2 separate regions of the Mus musculus genome follow, and region 2 is linked to region 1. A link is a contact called in public HiChIP or PLAC-seq data. All regions are on one chromosome and are shown on one strand. Each heading gives the region's core, a stretch centred on a gene start, on an enhancer-like site or on the middle of the called end of the contact. The rest is flanking DNA. Distances are from core to core; before and after follow the strand shown.

Evidence for each region. HiChIP or PLAC-seq counts read pairs in DNA pulled down with a chosen protein or histone mark.
Region 2: a contact with region 1 is called in an H3K27ac HiChIP or PLAC-seq map of embryonic stem cells, with 9 read pairs. The contact joins two enhancer-like sites. A contact is called at or near these places in 8 of 39 promoter capture datasets (the 3T3-L1 cell line, 3T3-L1-derived adipocytes, the HPC-7 cell line and 3 more), 1 of 15 datasets of contacts at CTCF or cohesin (the NIH/3T3 cell line), 10 of 484 Hi-C or Micro-C datasets (B cells, the CH12 cell line, the HPC-7 cell line and 3 more), 2 of 115 datasets of contacts at active chromatin or transcription factors (embryonic forebrain and embryonic stem cells) and 2 of 9 other capture datasets (adipose tissue and embryonic stem cells).

What each region holds. Positions count from the first base shown.
Region 1 is chr4:105,166,933-105,172,969 of GRCm38.p6, forward strand. The region is part of intron 1 of Plpp3 (phospholipid phosphatase 3); the gene reads left to right. Among named protein-coding and RNA genes, the nearest start is that of Plpp3, 13 kb to the left of the region's middle. Within about 2 kb of position 3,504, at least 55 of the 459 cell types and tissues checked have an H3K27ac peak or open chromatin away from gene starts, as enhancers often do. A contact at or near this core is called in embryonic stem cells, where this site is marked.
Region 2 is chr4:105,237,584-105,243,620 of GRCm38.p6, forward strand. No RefSeq gene overlaps it. Among named protein-coding and RNA genes, the nearest start is that of Gm40217, 79 kb to the right of the region's middle. Within about 2 kb of position 2,893, at least 11 of the 459 cell types and tissues checked have an H3K27ac peak or open chromatin away from gene starts, as enhancers often do. A contact at or near this core is called in embryonic stem cells, where this site is marked.

The sequences.
Region 1 (6,037 bases), core at 2,254-4,753:
TGGATGTACCACATTTCGTTTATACACTTATTATTTAATGGCTCCCTGGTTTGTTCCCATTTTTGAGCTACTGTGAATAGGAAGGCAGCCCTTGTGTTTTCAATTCTCTTGGATCTCTACATTTAAGAGTGAAATTGCTTGACCATATATCAGATGGTTAACTTTTTGAGGAACTGCCAAATTATTTCCATCATGCCTGTGCCACATTAATTAAAACATATAAGAAAAAAATACAATGTCTTAGGAATTAGGATATTCATGAAATCACTGTAGGATTATTTTGTTCTTCAGGACATTTTCCACCAAAAAAAATTTTTTTGTGGTGTCATAGGTTTTAGGTGATCGAGCAGAGAGCAGTACTCTGACTGAGAATTAGAGGCTGGGTGGTCAGTTACACCCACGTGCTAAATAACACCTACAGAACTGGGTGGAGTTTACAGACTGTGGACTTTCTAAGTGGAAACAAACAAACACAAAAACCACTTCAGAGTATCTTAAAAACTATTTAGAAGTACAAATATCGAGACCTTCACATACCTGGAACTTAGTCAATACAATTTTAAGGCCACATCATGTAAATGTGTTTAGTTCCTGGTAAGTTTAAATCACCATCTCAGAATTTAAATGATTTCCTATCTCTCAGACTGTCAGGCTGGACATCAGCGGAGTATTAAAATTAAAAAGGTTAAGATAATCGAAAGGCTTTATGAATTAGATGGCACATCATGCTAAAAGCTTAAAGTGGTCAATGTGTGGGACAGGAAAGTCCAGATGTTTTAGGAAGGCGAAGGGGAGAGAATCTTCACTACTGTTAGCTGCTTTCCCTGGTGCCTCAATGTGTCCACAGTAAAGCAAATGCTGGTCACAGGGTCTCAGCTCAGAGAGGGCGAGTGGATGCACAGTGCGCTCAGCTAGTATGTATGGAAATTTGGCCAGGAGCCTGAATTGATGACAGTGGCTTACATGCATCGGACATTAGCTGTGGACTTCTCACCATGTTAAAACATTGCACATGCCTTCTGATAGGTTCTCCAAGGAGCCTGTAAAATCCCAATCACTTTCATCTCAGCTTTACGGAGCTGAAGTTCAGAGAAGTTGAACATAACTCCCCTCAGATGGTGCAGTAAGAGTGTTCCAGAACTGGGACGAGAATCTGACTGGTGAGGCTGGTTTTCTCTGCTCTGTTCTCCTGCTTATGTGTTGCTAAAACCCTGTCTTCCCCCTCCTACCCCAAGCCTGCTCTTCTATCAGTCAGCAGGCTGGGAAGACCAGGTTGTCCAAAGGAAGGTGGATTTGTGATTCTCACCCTGAACCCATTAAGGTCATTAAAGGCAACCATGGTGTGTCCTGTGGTTGTTTGGATACCTCAAAAATATCAAATGCATATACTGTATTTTCACTAACAACAGACTTGCAAAGACTAACTTAAAGTTTTAGCATCCAAGGCTAGAGAGATAGTTCATTGGTTAAGAGCACTGGCTGCTCTTGCAGAAATCTTATGTTCAGTTCCTAGCACCAGCATGGTGGCTCACTGTCTGTGACTCCAGTCATGGGGGTGGGGGCAGGAGGGGGGTCCAGTGCCCTCTTCTGGCCTCTGGGAGCCAGTATGGTATACATACTTGCAGACAAAGCATGGGTCAATAGAAAAATAATTTAAATTGGTTTGTTTTTAAGCCTTACCGGCTACCTAAACTAGCCCATGCGTGAGCATTCAGAATTCACGACTTGAGTGACACCTGTCCGTTCCCTGTGGGCTTGCTCCTTAATTTTGTCTTACTAGGAGATGTAACTGGTACTCTCCATGCTTAGCCTAACAAATGTAGAGAATGATTGAAAATATTTCTAGAAGTAATGGGGGGAGAGGGGTAAGAAGGAGTGTCCAGAGATCTGCTGGAAATGCTCATAGCTTGAAGGGGTGCAAAAGCCGGGTACTGAAGAGAAGAGCATACTGGATCCTGGACAGTCCTATCAGGAGGCTCAGGAAGGGGTGGGAGGACCTTGAACTAGAGCCCTTCTGTAGCCTCACGAGGCAGCAATAATGGCCACTCTGTTAGTGGACCCTTTTTGTGCCTGGGTTCAGTATGCTGTGGTGGTAACTTTTGAGCTTCTCTGGTTAGTGTCTGCGGATGCAGCTCGTTCATTAAACGTAGTAAATAGAACTTCTCCGCTTGGCCTCTTCCCCACAAATGACCCACATTGTTACTAAGTTAGCAACCACCAACAGGAAGTGGCAGAAATGTTTCTCAGCCGCACAGCCCATTTCATTAGACACTTGCCCAAAGGGGCTGTTTTGGTCAATTTGGCCTCTGTAGGCTTCTAGGGAGGAACAGCCTAACACATCATTTCTCATCTTTGCATTTGCTGACATCTTGCCCTTAGCGGCTGTTTTGATTAAATGCGTGGCGCTTTGTTCTGCACCAACTGCACACACAGCGCCCAGGAGGAGGAACTTCTAGGAAGCTGAGACTTTAAAAATATTTCCAAAGGTGTTACCAACTTATTAGAGAGTCTTTTGTTCAGGAACTTCTCATTGAAATCTATTTAGAGAGCAATTCCAATGGCGTGGCAGGGGGGCTGGTGGGCTCCTAGCACCTTTGTGAAGGACTCCTTTGAAAGGCCTGAACTTGAGGCATTGTAAGAGCGCAGAGCTCCTAGGGACTGGCTGGGAAGATAAAATATACATCTTGGGTCAAAGCATTCCAAGGACATGGCTCTCCATTCCTGGGAGAAATAAGCTGTCAGGAATTTTAGATTCAATTTTCCCAAGTCCGTTGATGGGGCTAAGAAACTCTGAGTTTGCTTTAAAACTGATCGTGTGCAGTTGTGCTTGTCACAACTGTGAAATTGGTCATTTATTATCAATTAGCAATGTTTCACTGACGGATTCTTCCAGATGACAACATGTAAGTCTGAGAATCTGTATTTAGATATTCAGTCAGTTTTTCTCATTGTAGAGCTCTACCCCGCCCTGCTCCGCCCCCCAAGCAGACAACAAAATCCAGCCTTGACACCTGGAGTAGCATTGTCCTCTGTCAGCTGGAAGAGGCTAGGGCAGCAGATGTTTTTGAATACTTACCCTGTAGTCAGCCACATCACCATCCCACCAGGACTTAAGGCCTGGAAGGAGCCACCGTCCTCTAATTGATGCTGTGCTGGGATGGGTGAGGCAGCTGCTGTTCGGAGATATTGAGTGGCAGGATTTGGGATAGAGAATGGTGGTACTCTCGGCCATGAACCAACCAACAGCCTACCTTTTTTTCCTCCGAGAGTAAAGACTGGCGTTTAGATTTTCACTAACAAGCATGTGAGTAAAGCGAACCCGTCAGAATGCCTTAAAATTATCGGGCCCTATAAAGTAGTTAAGTTTGATTTGGGGTTTAAAACCTTTTACCCATGTCAGTATTTCCTGTTCCTGTGTAAATTCCTAAGAGAATAGAGGTGAGACTGAACTCCAGGCTGGAAGGCCATGGACTTGACTGAATCCTCATTATGTGACAAGCTGTGCACTAAGGCGCTTCATGCATTATTAACTTACTTGAATTTCACAACAACCCTGTGGAGTAGGCTGGCACTCACTTCAGTGTTTTGTTTTTTTTTTTTTTTTTTTATCTAGAAAGCAGGGCCAGTCTCATTTCTTATTGGAGGCTGGTGACACGCTGCATTAATAATTCAACCAGTTAATCTCTAACAGAAATTATTTACTAAGATTCCCAGCAAAGTGCTGTTTTAGAATCTCCCTTTAGCTGGCCGCTGAACCCTGTGTCCCCTTCCGTTACACGTCTACCAAGGACAGCAGCTGCATCAGATGCCTTAGAAAAAATGGCCAGAGAAGCTGATAAGTGTCACGCAGAAGTGGGGTGACTTTTCTGCACAGGAATAGCAGTTTCTGATCCCAGTGTTAATTCCCCTTCTTCTCCATCTTCTCCAAAGGAGTTAAAAAGCCAGGGAGTGAGCCGCTTTGACTGGAGCAGCCTGCGCTGTGGAGAGACCACCTCGTGTTTCCCAGGCTATTGTAGGACTCCTATTCAGCTGGGATTTCAATGGTGCCCTGATTAGCATGAGACCAAGTGTATAAAGTAGGTCTTTTTACCCTCCCTTAAAGAAGTTTTGTGGTATTTCTTTCTGAGGGGGTTGGCATAGAGCTTTGACAAACACAGACCCATGGTAAAGTTAAATAGGGCTGCGAGCGGTCCCATTTGCACACATCCTTCCCACTTAGAATGCAGAGCAGCCTCATTGGTGATGGACTCCTTAGGAACCATGGCAGGGTTCTTCCTGCACCAGTAATGGGCGAGCAGGAAATACCCACAAGTAAACTGGGGAAGGGAGTCCCTGGCTCATCCACCATTCTCCATTGTCCGAGAGCCACCGCAGAGAATACTCCTGGGTTTGACCAGCCAGCTATCTTCTCTTTTCCTTTTGTTTACTGAGATAAAGACAGTGTGTGGCGGAAGATCCAGGGGAATACACTGAGGGGGTGGAGCCTGCCTTGAAGGAGCAAGTAAGAGGACAGACAGACAGACGCACAGCAGTTGGTGGAGGAGTGCAGCCAGGTGTTTTGGTGTGATACTTTAGTGAAATGATAAGAATAAGGGTCTGACAGGAAGCTTCTTGCTGTTTGGGCTCAATACTTGTGGTATTTGCTGGAGAAACTTGGACACATTGCTGTCATTTGGTGAACGGATAAAATGAGGGTGAATTCTTGCAACAGATGGCATGCCATGTGAGCAGGAAATACTTTGAAAGTTGTAATTAATACTTGTGATGTGAATGCAGTTTTGTCTGAAATGTGCCCTTTTCTCTCTACTGTTCCCATTTCTAAGACTGTGCATTGAGTACCTGCTATTACCAGATAAGGGAAAATGTCCCTTCGGATTGTATCTCCAGGTGGCAGTCCATAGGTGTCCTTGGGCAGTATGTACCCAAAAGTTGCTCTTCTGAATGACAGTTCTGAACACCCAGGTCCTTTTCCTCAGAACAGCATCCCAAAGTCTGTAGAGTACAGCTCTCACCATACTTGAGACCCTTCAGGATTTGGTTCTACCGTGGCCTTTGCCTTCCCTTTCTCTGCTGGTCCTGCCTTCCCATCTCTGCCCTCCTTTGTTGCACACTTGGGTCTCAGACACATATATTTGATGGCTTTTCCAGCCTTCCCCAAACCTTGTCACTCTTCTTCCTAGTTAGGAATGTGCTACCCCGTTCTCGGTAGGCAAGATCTCAGGCATTCCTTGATTTTCTTTTTTTTTTTTTTTTTTTTTTTGAGCAGAGTTTACCCCCCATGCCACTTTGGGTAAATCTTTCTAATGATAAAAAATAACATAAAGTTTTAAAAATGGGTTTGCCTTATACCATTGTACCATCTTATTAAATTTGGAGTTTCTTTTATAATACAACTTACGAATTTTATTGAAAAGCATATAAGTAAAAAAGATATTTTAGACAGTAAGGACGTAAAGCCAAAGAGGACAATCAAAGTTTTGTCTCAGATAATTCCACAATCTCAAGGTATCTTTTTTTCTATAAATACATGTGTTATTAAGTATAATTATAAAGCTAAGTACCGCTTAAAACCTGCTTCCTATAAGTCATTGTGATGAAATGGAACAAAAAAAACCAACTGGCTAGAGTTGGTAACCACCTATAATAGTCTGAGAAATGTGAGAGTGGGAGTGTGCACCTAACTTAAGACAACTTAGGTTTTTAAACTTAGCTTTTATATTATCTTATGATGTTATAAACTTGATCCACAAAAGTGAATTTGCACTAACCATGATGGTTTCTTTTTTTAAAAAAAGTTTAACCTACTTCATTCTACCCCTACCTTACAGGCTTCTAACAGGAAGAGGAAAAGCAAGAGAGAACTAGAAAAATGGATGGATGGATGAATGAATGAATGAATGAATGAATGATTTTCTTGTACTGCAGGGATTGAATCCAGGGCCTCACACATGTGGGCAACCAAAACAGTAGAGAAATGATACCTGAGCTGGGAGACAGCCAGATCTCGGTTTATGTCCTGACTGTGGCTAACTTACTG
Region 2 (6,037 bases), core at 1,643-4,142, 70 kb after region 1:
CTCCCTTGTCTTTATTGATATAAATGTTAGATGATTTAAATGGCTACAATAAGCAACTAGTATTTTGAATAGCAAGTTGTGAAATATGTGGTCCAGGCAGTTCTCAGTCAGAATGGCTTGCTAGTGAAGGTGCCTGTTATGTATTGGGGGGGAGGGGGGAGGGGTAGAGTCCCATGTATCAAAACAATTGATTGGCAAGCTTTTTGTGAGTTCAGAGTATTGGGAGGAGGTAGGTAAGTCTCGCATTACAGGATGGCCTCAGTGGGCAGCGGTCCCCATAGGTAGGGCTTGCATGCCAAGTGTCAGCTCTCCTTTTCTTTTTCATTTGAGGCTGGTTCTTTCTTTCCGTCTTACCAAGCATCTGTCTTGTGCCTGAGGTACCATTCCTCTCACTCTGTAGCACACGCACATAAGCAGAAGCTTTCTCCTGGCGCTTTCAGTCTTGTTCTCTTTGTACTTGCTTCAGGGAATGCTGTCTGGGGCCCACATTTATCGGTAGAGAGATTTCAGGACCACGATGTCACTTGCTCAGTTGGAAAACCCCAGAATGAATCAAGACATCCTAGGAAATGAGTGGCAGTCCCCAAAGAGAGACTGCCTTGTGAAGTCACCTCCAGCGACAGTAGAGGAGATGAGGGAAACTGAGGCAGAGTTGGGAAAGCACTACCAAGGTTTGCCTGCCATCCACCATCCAGTCCACTGCTGCGTAAGTCAGGGAGCTGCCGTTGAAACTGTGGACAAAGAGAAAGACAAAAGCCGGCATGTTTCAGAAAGCCCAAAGAAGAGGAATCTAAAGGATAGGAAGATTATATAGGAAGCCAATAATACTGATAAAGAATGTGGGCTTAGAGTTTAAACAAAACAGAACACTTTGGCCTTGAATCTCCGTGTAAGCTTCTCATTAATTAGCATTTATATACTTAGCCAGATTCAGGCGTGGCATGCCTTATGCAGAAACGGTTAAAATGACATGATTTTAAAAGCCAAGTCTGGCTCCCGTCAAGCACTTAAGTGGAAGACCTACTGTATTTTATATGAGTGATGACTACTGCTGCATTTCAAAGCAAACAGTCAGCCAGATTGTGGACGAGGAAGCAGGATCTCCAGGCAAATTCAATCAGGTCCAAAGCTCCGGTGCGGCCTATCAGCTTTCCGTTTTATGTGGTTGAGGAAGGGGCTCATGTGCAGGAGCAGGAGCCGGAGACAAAGAGGTAAGCTGAGAATAAATCCGCAGAACGCCGCACCTCAGACATCTCAACTGTTCTCCACAATTCATCTTTAGAGCTTCTTTAGAAAGAGAATAATATGATTTGACTAGCTTTTTGGTTTGGTTTGGTTTGGTTTTGGTTTTTCAAAACAGGATTTCTCCAAGTCCTGGAACTGTCCTGGAACTCTCTTCTCTGTAGACCAGGTACGCCCTGAACTCACAGCGATTTACCCGCCTCTGCTTTACAGTGCTAGGATTAAAGGCGTGCACCAGCACTGCCCGGCTTGATTAATATTTTTAAATAAGTAGTGTTGACACGGCTTTGCAAACACATCAAGGAGTCCTATGTAGTTTGAACTAATAATTTTTAAGTGCAGAAATTTTTAAAAGGGATAATCAGAGACAAAATTATGTATGTGCAAGACTATACATTGAAGTGTGTTCATTATGACACGACATGCTAAGTAATTAACAATGATCAGAAAAATTATGATATGCTCAGCAGCTAGATTGTTGTAAATGAATGCATCCAATAATATTTAAAGATACAGGGAAGGACTGGGGAGATGGCTCAAGCCCTTAAAAATGCTCGCCATGAATATCTGACTCCCCAGGTTCAAGCCTAGAACCCGGCTGACGTAGTGGTCCTCCTCTGCGATGCCAGCACTCTTGCAGTGAGATGAGAGGAAGGGGCAGAAGAATGGCCGGGAAGTTCATGGGCCAGCTAACCTGGAGCCCACAGCACTGCAGTAGAAATGAAAGATCCTGTGCCTCAGCCAACTCTCAAAAGGTGTCCTCTGACCTCCAGGTGCACACAGGCTGTGTCAGCCCTCCCTGAAATAAATATGGGTTTTCAAAGTGTCTTTCAAGGTACACAAAAGCATTCACAATAAAGTTCAACTAACCAAGACAAGTTACAAACAGCAATGCAGTGAATTGATTCTATTTTAAGAATAAAGGAGAACTACGCAGACTAAATAGTAGGACTTGAACCCTGACCCCTCAAATTCAAATAGCGGGCATTAATAATTTCCTTTTTTCCAAGTTCTCTTTTTTAATGATACAGTTGCTTATTTGTAAAATTTCTAGATATGTGCTCTCCTTCTCCCCTTGCCTTACCCCCTCTCTCCATGTGGCCATGCCCTCTACTTCTCTCGCCCCCCACCTCTGCCTTTCTACAATAGTCTATTTTACTAATAGCAAAAAAGTCAAAACCTAAAATATATTAAAATTATGTTTTATATATATGTATGTATGTGTGATTATATATATAATATATATTAATATATATAATATATATTAATTACACACACATACATAGTCTCCATAAATGTAGAATGAATTCATAGCTGTGCTGGCTAATTTTATGTCAACATGGCAAAAGCTAGAGTCATCTGAAAAGAGGGAATCTCAATTCAGAAAAAAGGCCTCTGTAGGACTGTGAAAGGCAGTCTGTGTTCTTGTCGAATGAGGCATACTCGGGAGACCCAGTAGAAAAATCTACAAAGGACCGAATGCTTAAGCGATGCTCCCAGACACAAGCTCCTGACACGTCAACTCTTCAACTCCATAATCCTGTGATGATCAGTCATGTAGACAATGTCCCAAGCTCCTGGTATTTTGGCTATAGCTCCACCCCACAGTTACCTGGCAACAGCAAGGTAGCCCAGCCCACAATAAAAGGGGCTGCTCGGGGCCCCTCCTCTCTCTCTTAAGCTTTTGCTCTCTCTTTGTCTCTTACCTCTCGCTCTCCTCTCCTTCTCCCCTTCCCTTTCCCCCTCTCTTCATGTGTTCATGCCCTCTACTTCTCTGCCCTTCTCTCTCTCTCTGTCTTTCTACAATAAATGCCTTCAAACCATGGACCGTATCTGCTCATCAAGATCCACCTTACTGGAGCAATAGGACAGGCTTCCCGCACCAAGCCCAGCGTGTAACCTCCTGCCGGGAGGCCTTCCTGTGCTCCAGCAGCCAACCCAAGCTGCCCACCGAACTAGCAGTCTGAGCTAGCCAGACTCTCTTGTCCCCGTGGTAACCCACTAGAGTTCTCCCCTTAACCTTTCCCCTTCCGCCCCCAGGCCAGAGTCTGCCTGAGGTTCTGTTCTCAGCTCTTCCAAGACATACAGTGGTCTGGGATGTCCAAGAGCGAGAACCTGTTGTCCGTCCCTGCCCCCGGACGGCCCAAGGATTCCAAAACTGGCTCTCCTCTGTGGTGCCCATGAGTTGGGGCTGAGACTGCGCCTCCCCCCTGCCCCCCGGAGTGGAGTCCTGTGGCCTATGAGGCCCTACGCCTGTCCCACGTTGGTTCTGTGGGGTCCCGCGGCAGTCTCCCCTAGCTCTGGTGGAACATGGGTCTCTTCCACCCCTTTATTTCCCCACACACGTTGCCCCACAGGTCTCCCTCCATAAGTTTCAACTGCATCAGGTCCTGCCTCCAGGTTCCATCCCTGCTTGAATTCCTGTCCTGGCTTTGTAATGAACGACTATGTGGAACTATAAACCAAACAAATAAACTGTCCCCGCCCCCCAACTTGCTTTGGTCATGGTGTTTTATCACAGTGATAGCGAGCCTAGCAAGGACAATAGCTTTGACAACCTAGAAATATATATATATATATTTTTTAATGATCACTCTGGGAGGCATTGTGCAGAACAGATTGAGAAGAGGCTTATGTGGGAGGGAGAGAAATAAATGAGATGATTCCATGCTCACTGCCCAAACAAAAGGCAGCGAGGTTTCATGAAGGAGGGCAAAGTAGATATGGATTCTAGACACAGGAAGGATTAAAACAGGAAAGGCTTCTTCCTCTGTACGAATGGAGGAACCCAGAGGCAAGCACAGTGGCCACATTTCAGACCCTAATAGTCCTCCAGCGTGTGTCCTGATCTTAGAGGGTAAAGGCAGTTTGGAGAAGACAGCTACAGCTTAAGTCCTGCTTTGGGCATGGGTTTGAGCTATTCATGGGATATTGAGATAGACAAGTCCGGTCAATGAAAGTTGTGTATGCAGTTGTATAATTCACTGGTACCTACTTCCTGATCATCTACAGTGTTCTTCCAAATGTCTGGCTTGCACACACAACAACATATACAACAAAGCAGAGCTTTTGTTCCAGTTGGGGACTAGATGCTTTAAGCTCAGTATAGACATCTGGGCTGAAGGCAGACTTCCAGAGTCAACAGGCAGGAGATGGTTACAATAGACATCTGTGCTGGAGATAAACATTAGGACTCAACACCTGGAGGTGGTGGGCGGAAACCCTGGGAGATGTGAGTGAGACGTGCTCCTGAGTAAGGCAGGAAGGGGGAGAAGGTGGGCTGGTTTGGGGTCAGGTTCAGTAAGGCTATTGCTTTTCTGTGGAGCAGAGGACCTCACTACTCTGACTGACACTTGTCAGAAAATGGCTTTACCCATGATAATTACTTTCTAACTCTGTCCAACCCCCCGGGAGACTGGCAGATCCCCGTATCTCTCCTGGACTTGGTTTTCCGAAACAGTGATGATGAAGTTTTAACCTGCTTTGATCTCTTTCCTGCCTCGGGGATTGGAATGTTCTTCCTTCTGTCCTTCCAGTCCTTGATCCTCCTTGTCATTAAGATCCCAGCTTACCTCACCCTTCTGAAGGAGGAATTCTTTGATCGTCTGGTATAAAGCTGTGTTCGTTTTCAGTCAACTTGTCATAAGGTAGGGTCATCTAAGAAGCAGGAACTTCAGTTGAGAAAATGCCCCCATCAGATTACTCTATGGGTAAACCTGGGGGAGAATGATTAGTGATTGATGAGGGGTAGGGGGAGCTCACTGTGGGCAGTGCCATTCCTGGGTAAGTGATACTGGGTTGTGTAAGAAAGCAGGCTGAGCAAGCCATGGGAAGCGAGCCAGTGAGATTGGTTCCTCCACCGTCTTCCCTTCAGTTCCTGCCTCTGGGCTGCTAGCCTGCTTGAGCTCTGACTTGGCTTTCCCTAATGGTGAACTCTAAAATCTAAGAATAAATCAACCCTTTCCTCCTCCCTACGTTGCTTTTGATCAAGGTGGTGTCTTGTTTTCTTTGTTTTCACAACAATAGAAGGCAAACTAGGTGAGGACTTGAGTTCAAATCTCCAATATTGACATAGAAGGCCAGGTGCAGCCGTGTGTGCAGCCTCAGTGCGGGGTGTAGAGACCAGAGGATACCTGGAGCTCTCTAGCCATCCAGTCTAGCCAATCAGCGAGCTCCAGCTTGAGCAAGAGACTCTGCTTCAAAACATAACGTAGATTGCCATTGAGTAAAACACTGAAAACCTGACCTCTACAGGTGTGGGGACATGTATGCATACCGGCTGTAATGATTTGTATATGCTTGGCCTAGGGAGTGGCACTATTAGAAGGTGTGGCCCTGTTGGAGTAGGTGTGGCCCTGTTGGAGTAGGTGTGGCCTTGTTGGAGTAGGTGTGTCATTGTGGGTGTGGACTTTAAGACCCTCATCCTAGCTGCCTGGAAGCCAGTACTATGCTAGATGAAGATGTAGAACTCTCATCTCTGCCTGCACCAGGCCTGCCTGGATGCTGCCAAGCTCCCAGCTTGATGATAATGGACTGAACCTCTGAACCTGTAAGCCAGCCCCAATTAAACGTTGTCCTTTATAAGACTTGCCTTGGCCATGGTGTCTGTTCACAGCAGTAAAACCCTAACTAAGACACCTACCTAATGTGGCAGTAGCTCATGGAGTCTTCCCCACTCAACCTACAACAGCCGTTCTCAAACTTTAGGTCTTGACCCCTTTGGGAGTTGGAATAATCTTTTCCCAGGGATATAGTCTAAGACCATCAGAAAATACAAATATTTATATCATGATTC